Regions from separate parts of the Hordeum vulgare genome. Here region 2 is linked to region 1. A link is a contact called in public Hi-C data. All regions are on one chromosome and are shown on one strand. The core of a region is the stretch at or near the end of the contact, and the rest is flanking DNA. Distances in the headings are between cores, read along the strand shown. Region 1 has its middle 19 kb from the start of LOC123412178. Region 2 holds the start of LOC123410250 (histone H3.3).

Region 1 (7,163 bases), core at 3,742-6,241:
CCGTGGATGGAATCAAGGAGTCAACATCATGTGAACTCCATCATAATTCAAGAACATATCCATGAAGGTGGTCGTCGGACAAGCTTTACCTTCTGGCCCTGATGCACGCTGGCATGGCCGTGAGATTCCAGCTGGCTTTGCTAAAGTCGGGGTGGTTGAAATCATGACGGGGTTTAATGATATGGAGCTCGACATAGCTGGACCCGAAGATGAGAGGACACTCGGAGAAGTACTGGGTGGAGTCATCCTATGGGACAAGAACTACATCAAGCTTCCAGGCTCGGCCCCAAGGACAACACCGCCTCCGAGTCGTCGCAGGTCACCTACACCTCCATTACCTCCAAGCCCTCCACATGACGTCGGCCAGCACAACACGAGTCCATCTCGATCACCGCCGCCGGACTTGGGTCGTCCGTCTCCGCCGCCGCCCGCTCCGGATACAAAGCCTGAGCCTGCCACGGATACAAAGCGGGAGCGTGCCATCAAGAACGCTCCGCCGACGATTCCTAAGCCACAGAGCACCCCAAAGCGCAAACGGTCGCCCCTCCCAAAGGTACGTCATGCTAATCTTCCTATCAGACCTTATGATCGTACTCCCGAGGAAAACGCCAGGATAGCAAAGGAACATCATGATGCACAGATGAAAAAGAAGGATCCCGAGCCCCGCCCGGAATACACCGAGAAGCAAATAGCATTTGCAAAATACTTCACGACCCTTCCATCACAGTATGACTTACACCATAAGCCTGATGACTATACACGCACATTGCAGAAGGAAGTGAAAAAGAGCAGATCACGTCCAAGCCCTCCACATGACGTCGGCCAGCACAACACGAGTCCATCTCGATCACCGCCGCCGGACTTGGGCGCTCCGTCTCCGCCGCCGCCCGCTCCGGATACTAAGCGGGAGCGTGCCACCAAGAACGCTCCGTCGACGATTCCTAAGCCACAGAGCACCCCAAAGCGCAAACGGTCGCCCCTCCCAAAGATACGTCATGCAAATCTTCCTATCAGACCTTATGATCGTAACCCCAAGGAAAACGCCAGGATAGCAAAGGAACATCATGATGCGCAGATGAAAAAGAAGGAACCCGAGCCTCGCCCGGAATACACCGAGAAGCAAATAGCATTTGCAAAATACTTCACGACCCTTCCATCACAGTATGACTTACACCATAAGCCTGATGACTATACACGCACATTGCAGAAGGAAGTGAAAAAGAGCAGATCACGTGCAAGTGCAAGTGGGAGCAAATCAAGTTCAACTACAAGCAAGAAAAAATCAGACGTTCCTCAGCTTGGACAACAGGCCAAACAGTCGATCCCACCCCTCAAGGTGTTAACCGAGAATGTTCTCCCTCCGGTGGAGGGGCTAGCTCTAGAAAGAGCAAAGGAGTTGGCGGCTGCATGTGGTGTCTCGGTTGAAGAATTGCTGTCTTCCGAAGACGACAGGATACCCAAGGCTATGGTAGCCCCTAAGCCACAGTTTGTCATGGGTGAGCCTTTGGTCAGCAAAGATGATCTCCCAACAAATCTGCGTTACTTGCATCAATGGTACTTAAGTGAATCAAAGAATGGGAGAACGATGATCGTGCTGAGTGTCCCACAGGAGTACTACGGTCGCCCCGAACAAATCCATATCGACTTTGATGAACTCTTCCAGATGTACAATGGCGACGCCCTCGACAAATCGCTTATGAGTTGCTATTGTGTGTAAGTTTTTCAATTCGTTGTCTACATATAACTTGTTTAGTTATTTCAATTCATTGTCTATATATAACTTGTACTCTATTATGCAGAATGAAGATTTTGGATTGTAAAAGTAAGAGCGTCCTAAATATTGGGTTTATTGACCCAGATAAAATACATATAGCGACGCTAACTAATTATCCCAAGGAGACGGAGGAAAACCTTCTAAGGTTTCTAACAGATCAAAATTTCTGTGACCACATACTGTTTCCATACAACTTCAGGTGAGGGTCTTTACTCTGTTGTGTCCATTCACTTATAAGTGTAATTGATAAGTTACTGACACACACACACATATATATATATATATATATATACATGTGCAGCTTCCATTGGATTCTGTTGGACATTCAAATTGATAAGGGAAGAGTTGATGCCTTCGACCCATTATCGAGACCCTTGGAACAGTTCCAAAGCCTGCAGGACATGCTCCAAGGATAATTTCAATCATTCTTGCGCTCTATCGGTCTCTTTCGATGATTTTCTGATATATCAATTAATGAAAAACTTAGCAAATCATTATCCTTGTCGGGCAGGGTTTGGAAGCGGTTCAAGTGCGTGACTCCCGGTATCGAGCATGAGAAGCTGACCTTTAGAGCGGCTCAGGTATGTAGTAGTATGATATACTTCTATTTTCAATACATTTATGATGCTAGATTATTATTTTGATTATATATATTCTATTCTCGTAAAGTGCGACCAACAGCCACGGGGAACGCATCTATGCTGATACTATGTTTGCGAGACCATTCGCACGTTTACCTCTGAGCACAAGGATCACAGATTCGACGTAAGCAATGAACATTCACACCTCTATTTTTACCCGTCATTCTTTGTTATCATGATTGATATTCATATTCATCTCCTCTTCTTATATAGCACACGACCATGACGACGAAGGTCCTACCAGAGCGACGCGCGATTGCTGTTGCAGAGGAGCTTGCGACCTTTCTGAGGACGGAAGCTATAGATGACAAAGGACGATTTAGTGTAGCTAGGGGCCATTACCGATGTTCGTCCATATAATTAAATAGACGGGCTCTAGTCTCGATAATTCAGATCTCCATATAATTGTATATATATATGCTCGCTTGTAAGATAAGTTAATCTTATATATATGCATAATTATTTCTATTTAAATTATATGAAAACTAATTCCCGAACACCAAACGAGGCATCACGTTAATCTCCCGAACACCTAAACCCTAAAACCCTAAAACCCAAAATAATTTCATTCAAAAAAAACCAAAAAACCAGCAAAATCTGAAAAATTTTAGTCCCGGCCCGTGTAACGAACCGGGACTAAAGGTCCTACCCCTGGGGCGCTACGAGACGCCCACGTGGAGCACCTTTAGTCCCGGCTTGTAAGAGGGCCGGGACGAAAAGGTTAGGCCTTTAGTCCCGCCCCTTTAGTCCCGGTTGCCCCTTACGGGCCGGGGCTAAAGGCCCCGTCCCCACTAGTGCTAGTGGCCGGAGCGCAACAATCCTAATAGGAAGCGAGTCCACGCGCCGTAGCCTGAACTCGTCAATATAGGTTCGTTCGGTAGATTTCCAATATGCACATAGTTGTCTTGTGGGTGTGTCTAGCGCTCAATTAGATGAGACTCAACCGAGTCACATCTAACTCGAGTATTTAACCAAAAACTACCATAATTCATGCCAACATGTTCAGGAACTACCACAATTCATTTTTGTGTGAAAAACTACCGCTTTCAGCCTAATCAGCGGCAAAAAACTACCAAAAATTTCAACTGTCCGTTTTATCTGTTTTAACAGTTTTCCTGTCTTCCCGGACCCGCATGTCAGGTTGACCTTAACTTGCGTCTGATCTCAATCCCACCTGCTGCAGCACAACCTGCTCGACCTATGCCTGGACCTCGCGCTCGGCCCCCTCGCCGTGACCACCGAGGCCCGTCGAGAACACGGTCCGTGACAGCAGGTTCAGGCTAGTCGTGAACGTCACGCGGCCGAGATCTACGGCCTCGCCGTCGCGCACCAGACGGGCCACGTGCACCGTCACCTCCCGCACCTTCTCGACCCGAGGCGATGGAGCGTGTCGAGCCGGTGCGGAGCGAACAGCTCCGCGGTCATGATCCTGCGCAGCGAACGCCACCGCTTCTGTTAGCGCGGCTGCACCAGGTGTTCGACAGGGAGGTGGACGAAAGGGTGCGCCTCCGCGCCCGCGAGGCTGCCGGTGAGCCCGGGAAAAAGAACGGCGACCCGGCATGGTGGCGACCCGACGTCGTCCAACGCATTTGTGGCCGCGCCGAAGAGGGCGCAGGGGCACCCGCACCGGCGCACGGGGCGGGGCCGGGGGAAAGCTCCAGCTCGGGAAGCTAATCGTCTCCGTCCTTGAAGACCCCAGCTTGGTTCTCTCTTCTTACCTCCAGGCCGACGACCGGGCGCCTTCGGCAGCTCGACGCTGCAGGCGAGGCGAGCCCGGCGGCGCGGCGGCACGCCGGCCTTCGAGCTCTCCGTGCTCTGCGACGAGACGCACATAACATGTTCGATGTAATGCACATGAGGGTGGAGAGAGATGGAAGAAGAGGTCTGACGTGTGGGTCCTATCTGTAACAACGGTCAAAGTTAATGGTCAACCTGACATGCGGGCCCAGGAAGTCAGGAAAACTGTTAAAACAGATAAAACGGGCAGTTAAAATTTTTGATAGTTTTTTGCCACCGATTAGGTTGAAAGCTGTAGTTTTTCATAAAAAACGAATTGTGGTAGTTCCTAGACACGTTGGCGTGAATTGTGGTAGTTTTTGGTTAAATACTCCATCTAACTCATATGCCACTTGATTTTCGTGAAGATTCGTGCAGTTTCTTTTTATTTTTTATACTTTATTTGATTACACAAATGATGTGTGAGATTAGATAAGACTTTGTTAATTCTCATCTAGATGAGGATTAGTAAATCCGTTTGGCAAATATCGATGTCCAAAAAAGGAAAAGAAAAGGGGATGCACAAGTAGAGAATACTCACCTACCGACGACGAGGAGCCACGGCAAAGGCGAATTCAATCAGATCCCACACCACTTCTGATAGAGAAGATCTCAACGAGCGCTGGGCACGTTTGGAGGGGATACTCTATCAACTGCAATCAACTGCAATGAGCCAAAAGGGGGGCGAGACGCGAGAGAAATGGATCTGGGGCGATCCGCGATCGTCACGAGCGGTACTGACGCCGACTCCCTACCCACCGGCCGTGAGAGCGAGCCATGCATGCATGCATTGCATGCTCGTATTGCCAGCGAACTTGACCCTACGTTAGGTGCACACCCACAGCCCCTTCTCTATCAGAAGACATGAGTTCTATCTTCTATATGCAATGGGCCACGGGTTCATGTAAGACTATATTTCGAGAGTATTTCTGGAGTACAAGTATATGATACTATTTTTATAATGCATAGTATCATAAACTAGTATCATGTAAGATTATATTTATTATCATGCATGATACAAAGTAGCATAACATTTAATATGATACTGTATCTACTTATGTTACTCTAACTCTCTTTCTCTTCTTTAATTCCCTGCCACATAAGTATGTTTACTATTCCTAAGTACATGATATCATCTAAGTTACCCCCACTATGGCCAGCCTTATGAGCCTCCTCATATGCCCCTTCTCCCATCCCATCTCCCCACTCTTTCCTCTCTGAGCTGCTTCCACTCACTCTTCACTCCATTGAAGGAACTCCGCCGGTTTAGTCAGAAACGTCGAGGACGGCCGACTATCGACCATGGCTACCGCCAACGCCTTCACTAGTGCGTATGTATCTCGCGGCGGCGGTGCCAGCATGAGCGGCTCTTTGATGGTCGTGTTCCCCGCGCTCCATGGTGGCAGCAACACCAACGTCTAGGACGTCGTCCTTGTATCCCGTGCGGTGCGGCGTCGTTGGGACGGCGGCCCCTGTTGTGGCTACGCCGGAGGGTGGCGACGGGAGGCGGTTTGGGCAGCTGGCGGTGCCGCCGGGGCTGGTGGATGAGCTCGTGGAGGAGGCGCTCGTCTGGTGCTCACAACACGGCCTCGTCGTCGACGACAAGAACCACCCGGTGACGTGACCTTACCTTTCTAGCACATTTTCTATACGTTGGAGTTTACACGTCATTATTTATTACTCCCTCCGATCCATAATAAATGTCGCAGTTTTGAATCATAGTTAAACTAATGTTAGTTCAAAATCATGACACTTATTCTAAATTGATTACCAGAGGGCAAAGCATCCCTGCACCACTATGGACCCATTGTTTACGGGGCATGCAGATAGTTTTATGTCATTGATTTGACTAACTAAACCTGCATTATATGTTTTTTTACGAAGTAAATATGCATTATATGTTACAAGAATTATACCGTTAGTTTCTTAAACTGATATAATTTCTAAACATATTTTTTTATTACATATGATACATATTTAGTTAGTTAGATTGTTAATCTAAAACTACACGCATGCATGTCTTGTAAACTGAGACGGGGGAGTACCGAACTATGTGCGCGTGCAACTTTGCATTGATATATTTGTTGCTGTTTGTGGGGAAAGCGAACAACCATTAAACTTCTACATATTTGGATTTGGAGAAATCATTTATTCGTTTGAACCGTTTAACTACACGACAGTTCAGTACTACGATCAACGTATACATATATGGGTGCAAATTTGGAGCAGTCAAGGTGCACTTCACCCCACTTTAGTTCAACCAAATGAGTTAATTTTGTAAAAGTACTGAAACTTCAGTTCATTTAGTTGAACTAAGCAGGATTGCAGGGTACTCCGGGACTTTCAAATTCCCTCATGCCTATACACAGAAGTTTACAATCTGTTGAATAGATGGGCGCCTTAAAAAAACTAGGACGACAACCCTTTGGAAAGGTAGTAGAGAACATCTCGCAAAAAAAGGTAGTAGAGAACAAGAGATTCAGCTTCTAGTTATAACTCAGGTGAGTTGAAACTATGACGGCGGCTGCTACGGATCAACCGACTGATTTTCGAGAAAATCAATTGGGTCCCCAGCCATTACTTGCATTCCTGAGAGACGTTGGATCGGGTCAACTCGAGCAACGACCGCTCGTCGTGGTGAAGCTCCATTGCAGAGCGATTGAAGCTTCATTGCAGCTCGGGGCGCTGCATCGTACACCTTGGCATTGCCGGTGAAGCTCAATTAGTCGCCGATGAAGCTTCCTTGCAGCTTTGGGCACTGCATCACAACTCTTTGGCTCCGCCGGTGAAGCTCCATTGCAGCCCGATGAAGCTTCATTGCAGCCTTGGGGCGCTGCATCACAACTATTGACGCCCCTGGTGAAACTCCATTGCAGCCATCGGTGAAACTTCATTGCAGCTCGGGGTGCTGCATCATAGATCTTGGCGCCGCCGGTGATGCTCCATAGCAACCGTCGGTGAAGCTCCACTAC
Region 2 (6,886 bases), core at 3,609-6,108, 150 kb before region 1:
AGCGATCCATATTTGTCGGTGTGGCAGGCTGGCCGTCTTTTTTCAAAAATATGCACATGTTTCAAAAATAGCATAGTTTCACAACCAAAAAGGCATAGTTTTCAAATAAATAAGTATAGTTATACAAACCAAATAAAAATTACATTGTCTCAAATACATATATGAAAAAAGATACATCTATTGATTGTCAACATGAGCCCACATATGCTCAACCAAATCATTTTGCAGCTACATGTGAGTTTCCCAATCACACATTTCATAATGAAATTGGATGAACTATTCAAACGTTGACGCTCCTTCATGCTCAGGCACAACATTCTCACCCTGAAACCGAAACCCTTGATCGTAGATACGTTCCACAGGCTCATCTTCTACTATCATATTGTGCACAATCATACAAGTTGTCATCACCTTCCACAACTTCTTGGTGCTCCAAGTCCTAGTAGGGTAACGAATGATGCCCCATCGAGATTGCAAAACACCAAAGGCACGCTCGATGTCCTTCCTAGCAATCTCTTCCTCTTGGGCAAATATTTTCCTCTTCTCTCAAATAGGGTCGGAGATTGTCTTTACAATAGTGGTCCACTTAGGATAGGTACCGTCACCCAATTAGTATCCTTTGTCGTAGTTGTGGTTGTTGATGGTAACATTCACCGGTGGGTTGTTGCCTTCCGCAAGCCTTGCAAACATCGATGAGCGTTGAAGCATATTGATATCATTATGTGATCCGGCCATGCCAAAAAAGAGTGTCACATCCAAAGATCTTGTGAGTCCACGGCCTCAAGTATGACAGTAGTGGAAGCCGTGGCATGGCCCTTATGTTGGGGAACGTTGCATGAGAAACAAAAAAATTCCTACGCTCACCAAGATCAATCTAGGAGATGCACATCTACGAGAGGAGAGACTGTATATACATACCCTTATAGATCGCTTAGCGGAAGTGTATATAACGCGGTTGATGTAGTCAAACGTCTTCGCGATCCGATTAGGATCCGTCCCGCGATCCCATCACGATATCCCGATCTAGCGCCGAACGGACGGCGTCTCCACGTTCAGCACACGTACAGCTCGATGACGTCTCCGCCTCCTTGATCTAGCAAGTGAGGGCGGAGAGGTAGATGAGTTCTCTCGCATCACGACGACGTGGCAGCGATGGTGATGGAGCTGTCCCGGCAAGGCTTCGCCAAGCACTACCATGACGAACTAGAGGAAAGGCTGATTTAGAGGGAGAGGGAGAGGCTGCGGCATGGCTTGTGTGTTGCAGCCCTCCCTCTCCTCTCATATATATAGGGGGAGGGTGGAGAGGTGGCCGGCCTAGGGTTTCCCCTAGGAGGGGCGGTGGCCAAGGGTGAGGTGCCTTGCCACCCAAGGCAAGATGTGGCGCCCCACTTGGGCTACCCCTAGCCCTTTGGCCGCATGGGCCTTTAGGTGGGAGGGGTGCCCAGCCCACCAGGGGCAGGTGGACCTCCGGAACACTTACGAAACCTTCATCACAAAACCGGTAAGTGCTGGAACTTTTCTGGAATCCGAATACCAACTTTCCATATATCAATCTTTACCTCCGCACTATTCCGGAGCTCCTAGTGACATCTAAGATCTCATCTGGGACTCCTAACAACTTTCAGTTACCACCATACATAACTCATTAATACTAAATCGTCATCGAACCTTAAGTGTGCAGACCCTCAGGTTCGAGAACTATGCAGATATGACCAAGACACTCTTCGGTTAATAACCTATAGCGGGACCTGGATGCCCATATTGGCTCCTACATATTCTGCCAATATCTTTATCGGTCGAACCATGATGTCAAGGATTCAATCAATCTGGTATACTGTTCCCTTTGTCCATCGATATGTTACTTGCCTGAGATTCGATCGTCGGTATCTCTATACCTAGTTCAATCTCATGACCGACAAGTCTCTTTACTCGTTACGTAATACAAGATCCCATGACTAACACTTTAGTCAAATTGATTGCAAGCTTGTTGTGATGTTATATTACCGAGTGGGCCCTGAGATACCTCTCTGTCACACGAAGTGACAAATCCCAGTCTTGATCCATGCCAACTCAACAAACACCTCGGAGATACCTGTAGAGCACATTTATAGTCATCGAGTTACATTGCGACGTTTGATACACACAATGCGCTCCTCTGATGTCAGTGAGTTGCATGATCTCATGGTTATAGGAACCGTTTGATACACACAATGCACTCCTCCGGTGTCAGTGAGTTGCATGATCTCATGGGTATAGAAACAGATACTTGACATGCAGAAAACAGTAGTAATAAACTCACACGATCATATGCTACGTTCATAGTTTGGGTCTTGTCCATCATATCATTCTCCTAATGATGTGATCCTGTTATCAAATAACAACTCATGTCTATGGCCAGGAAACCTTGACCATCTTTGATCAACGAGCTAGTCCATTAGAGGCTCATTAGGGACACAATGTTGTGTATGTACCCACACATGTATTTGAGTTTCCAATCAATACAATTCTAGCATGGATAATAAACAGTTATCATGAACAAGAAAATATAATAATAACTAATTTATTATTGCCTCTAGGGCATATTTCTAACACCTTATAGTGCCTTTGCCAAGCTGTAAGGCAGTTGTTCCACTCCCAGTGCATGTACTCTATATTGTCAAGCATCCCTGGGGAGCCCCTGCTGTCATTCATCGCAAACAAGCGGCATGTATCTTGAGGAGCCGGCTCTTTTAAGTACTCAGGAACAAACACAGCAATCACAGTCTTGCAAAATCTGTACATGGACTCTAGACATGTAGACTCTCTCATGCGGACGTACTCATCAATGAGATCACCGGGCATTTCGTATATTAGCATCCGAATGGCTGCAATGCATTTATGATAAGATGAGAAGCCAATCTTTTTAAAGGCGTTCTCTTTACACTCGAAATAGTTATTGTATTCGACAACCCCATCTCTAATACGGTTGAAAACATGCCTGGCATATGGAAACGTCGCCGGAATTTTGATGTTTGAACAGCGCATTGGTTGTGTCAAAATAGTCCTTCCAAAGAAGGAAATGACCGCTCTCTCGGTTATGATTCAACGCCGGAAGGTGTCCCAGGATCAAGCCACGGAACAACGGCCGCTGGTTATTAAGGTGGTGATGGACCAACACGTCAGTCAAGATCTCCTCATCATCATCGGACGAGGAATCGTCGGAGACGTAAAGAAAAATATGGAAAAGAACTGGCTGACGGAGTCCATTTTGTACCTTGTCAAACTGTCGAACAACTTACGGATGACGTCGAAGAAGCTGGTCAGCAAAGAGACGCGCGCCTCCCTTGGACCAGGTGGCTGGCCTGGGAATCACGGCGGCGCGACGGTGATGGCGCGCAAGGTGGCGACGTTGATATGGGTGAGAGGATGACCAATGTGTCACCGACTACGTAGACTAGAAGAGCAGGCGGGCGCCACGCGTGTCCATCTCGTGTCCGGCCGATACAAATCATGTTTAAAAATAAAACGAAAAAGGGTCGACAGACTCGTAACTACTTAATCGACGCGTTGACTGACTTTTCTGTGCGCCACGATCTAAACGGATAGGCATGGATTTGGAGTTGCTCTTAGTCCTGTTATGGAGATCACAATCACGACCGTACCCAAATCCAAATCCCCCACATCGGCCTGACGGCACCACCGCGACAGCCACAAGAGGATTCAAAGAACAGGACATCACAAGATGATTCCTTGAACAGGACATGAAAAGAGGATTCAAACAACATTTGCGCTAACTAACCAAACTTTTTAACCATCTAGTTAAGAAAGAGCCCTGCACCCACCCATCGCTCATCTTCGTCCTGTTACAGAGATCACCATCACGAACGTGCAAAATCCAGATTCCCCACCAACGCCGACGACAATCCGTCGGCCAGACAGCACCGCAGCCGCAGGACCTCTATCCGCCTCTCCGAGAAAACAACAAGAGATTCAGAGAGCAGGAAAACAGAATCGGATTCAGAGAACAGCAGGCAACAACTTCACGGTACGTCCCGTCAGAATTGCATACATCGATAATGGTCGATCAACAGTACATTAACCAACAATTCCACAGAAAGCATCTGTTTGCATCACCGCAAACCAAACCTAACAAGACCTAAAACGGCAAGCGAATCAACTGGTGCCGGCGAACGAACGGCGGCACGCCCTCAGATGGATGCGGCGGACTGGGGCCGGACTGGTCTGGCTCCCGCCTAGGCGCGCTCCCCGCGGATGCGGCGGGCGAGCTGGATGTCCTTGGGCATGATGGTGACGCGCTTGGCGTGGATGGCGCAGAGGTTGGTGTCCTCGAAGAGCCCCACGAGGTACGCCTCGGCGGCCTCCTGGAGGGCGAGCACGGCGTGGGACTGGAAGCGGAGGTCCGTCTTGAAGTCCTGCGCGATCTCGCGGACCAGGCGCTGGAAGGGCAGCTTGCGGATCAGCAGCTCCGTGCTCTTCTGGTACTTTCGGATCTCGCGGAGCGCCACGGTGCCGGGCCTGTACCTGTGCGGCTTCTTCACGCCGCCGGTGGTCGGGGCGGACTTCCTCGCGGCCTGGAAACGCGTCGAGTCGATTCGATTCGATTCGATTCGATTCGATTCGATTCGATTTCAAACGTCAGCGGAGGCAGGCCGAACAGATCGGAGAAATTAACGAGGAGGGGAGGAGGCGGAGACGGACCTTGGTGGCGAGCTGCTTGCGGGGCGCCTTGCCGCCGGTGGACTTGCGGGCGGTCTGCTTGGTACGGGCCATGGCTCGCCTCCTCTGGTCGACCTGGAAACTTGGCTTCGGTCTGAACTCGAACTCGACGGCGGCCAAGGGGGTAGTGGGAGAAGAAGTGGGTGGTTGGTGGGTAATTTATGGACTTAGGTGGGGGTGTTGAGGGCAGCGGAAGCCTGGATTGGCAGTTTCGCATTGCGCTTGGATCGGACGGCTGAGCTCGGGTGGACGCGATCCGCATGCTCGGCTCTGGTTGGTGGAGGGGCGACGGGGTGCGGATCTGTGACGTGGCGGCATCGTGTGTGTTTTCTTTTTTGAGGCAACGGCCTCGTGTGTGGACCTCTTCCATTGTGGGCTGGTATCCGGGTCGTCGGCCGTTTTCGAGGTCAGGTTAATTTTAACTTCAAAGCTCCTGGTTTGTTCGGTACGTATATCTCGCTTAGTGCTGCTAAAAAAAACTATATCTCGCTAAGGTGCTTCTTCACAGTTTTTTTCTTCTTTCTTTTCCTTCCTTTCTAAGGTGTTTCTTTGTTTTGTTTCTTCGATTTTCATCATTGCTTCTTCAACACAAATCTACATTTTTAGTACACATTTGTAGAGTTTACGTATACACAAGAAAAATTGTTTTGTACATGTTTAATATTTCTAAAATATATCACTTACATTGTTTTTGAACAATATTTGATGAATTATTTTTCATACACATTACACATTTTCGTAATATATCAGCAACATTTTTATTATATGTTTAGTCCTCTTTGAAATGTATGATTTATATTTCTATACATGGTAAACATAGTTTTAACTCTTTTATGTTCAAAAAATTCCTTACTTGTTCTACATTTTTCCTATACATAAGGATGTTTTTGTACATTTTTAATGGATGATTAATATTTTTTCCAGATTATATGTTTGGTGACTTTTTTTTGTATACATTGGGAACATTTGTTTATGCATTTTTTGACGTTTTTGAAATATATGATTGACATGGTTTTCGCACACGATCAATTTTTTTAACATTTGTGGATTTCTGCTAAATTTTAAATACAAGTTCTACATTTTTTATATACATCTAAAATATTTTGTGTACACATTTAACATTATTGAAACAGATGATTAACATTTTTTGAAAGCATATATATTGGATGTCTAATGTTTTACATATGCATTATATATTTTCTGCATACAACAGGAATTTTTTTTATACATGTTTGACATTTTCGAAATAAATTATTAATAAGTTTATAAACTTTTTTTATGTCTACCTTATTCCATACTCATTGTACATTTTTTGTATACATCAGAAATATATGTTTTATATACACATTTAACATTTTTCAAATGCGTGATTAGGAAAATTCAAAAATATTTGTAAATTATATTTTTATAATATACTCCCTCCGTTCCTTTATATAAGGTGTATCTGTTTTTGATAAAATTTCAGAATGTAAGGTGCATTTTTTCTAAATCCTCGTATTTCGCTTTTCATCCCTTAAAAAAAAAAGAAATTATCTCTTTCATAATTCTGTGTATCTCCTTTTGTGTCAAAACAAGGAAACTATCTTTGTCTCAATTGCATGTATCTCTGATGTGTGTGGACTCACTAATTTACTTGCCACTATCCAACACATTTCCACGTGTAATTTTGTCCTAACACCTCTAATAATACACTTTACGTAAAGAAAGAAAGGTATATGTTTATTATATTTTGAAGTCCAAGTAAAGTAGAAAAGAAATAAAACAATGAAAAAACATAAGAAGATGCACATGAATTCCGTTTTCGATAAACTCGAGCTTGGCATGAAGATGACTATAAGCTCAAGAACCCACATAGAGAAAAGTCAACCAATAACCAAGAAAGATGATGATGCCAAGAATGCAATGGTTTGAGTTCTTAACGAACGATATGATCAAGCTACTCACTTGAAAGCCCCCTTGATAGTACGGCACTCTATCCTATAAATATATCAGATATCTCAAGTCAAAATTTTGCGTCCCTCGCAATTAATAACCTGTATGTCTTTAATATATCTACAATTTCCTCTGGGCGTCGGACCTAGTTGCCAGAAGTGGATAGGAAGGGTAATGTCAATGTGCCGCCATGAACCTCCGCATGAACTGTTGCGCACCGCAACGACACATCAGGACC

The links. Hi-C and Micro-C count contacts between places; a contact is called where the count stands out from the background.
Region 2: a contact with region 1 is called in a Hi-C map of leaf, with 3 times the contacts expected there. The contact joins the promoter of LOC123410250 here to the enhancer-like site in region 1. A contact is called at or near these places in 2 of 6 Hi-C or Micro-C datasets (both in leaf).

What each region holds. Positions count from the first base shown.
Region 1 is chr7H:579,598,344-579,605,506 of MorexV3_pseudomolecules_assembly, reverse strand. No RefSeq gene overlaps it. Among protein-coding and RNA genes, the nearest start is that of LOC123412178, 19 kb to the right of the region's middle. Within about 2 kb of position 4,991, at least 3 of the 3 cell types and tissues checked have open chromatin away from gene starts, as enhancers often do. A contact at or near this core is called in leaf, where this site is marked.
Region 2 is chr7H:579,751,694-579,758,579 of MorexV3_pseudomolecules_assembly, reverse strand. It overlaps LOC123410250 (histone H3.3), which reads right to left and starts at 4,858. Exons shown (of 2, transcript XM_045103160.1): 1 at 4,699-4,858; 2 at 4,019-4,571. The coding sequence starts at 4,770. The coding sequence ends at 4,233.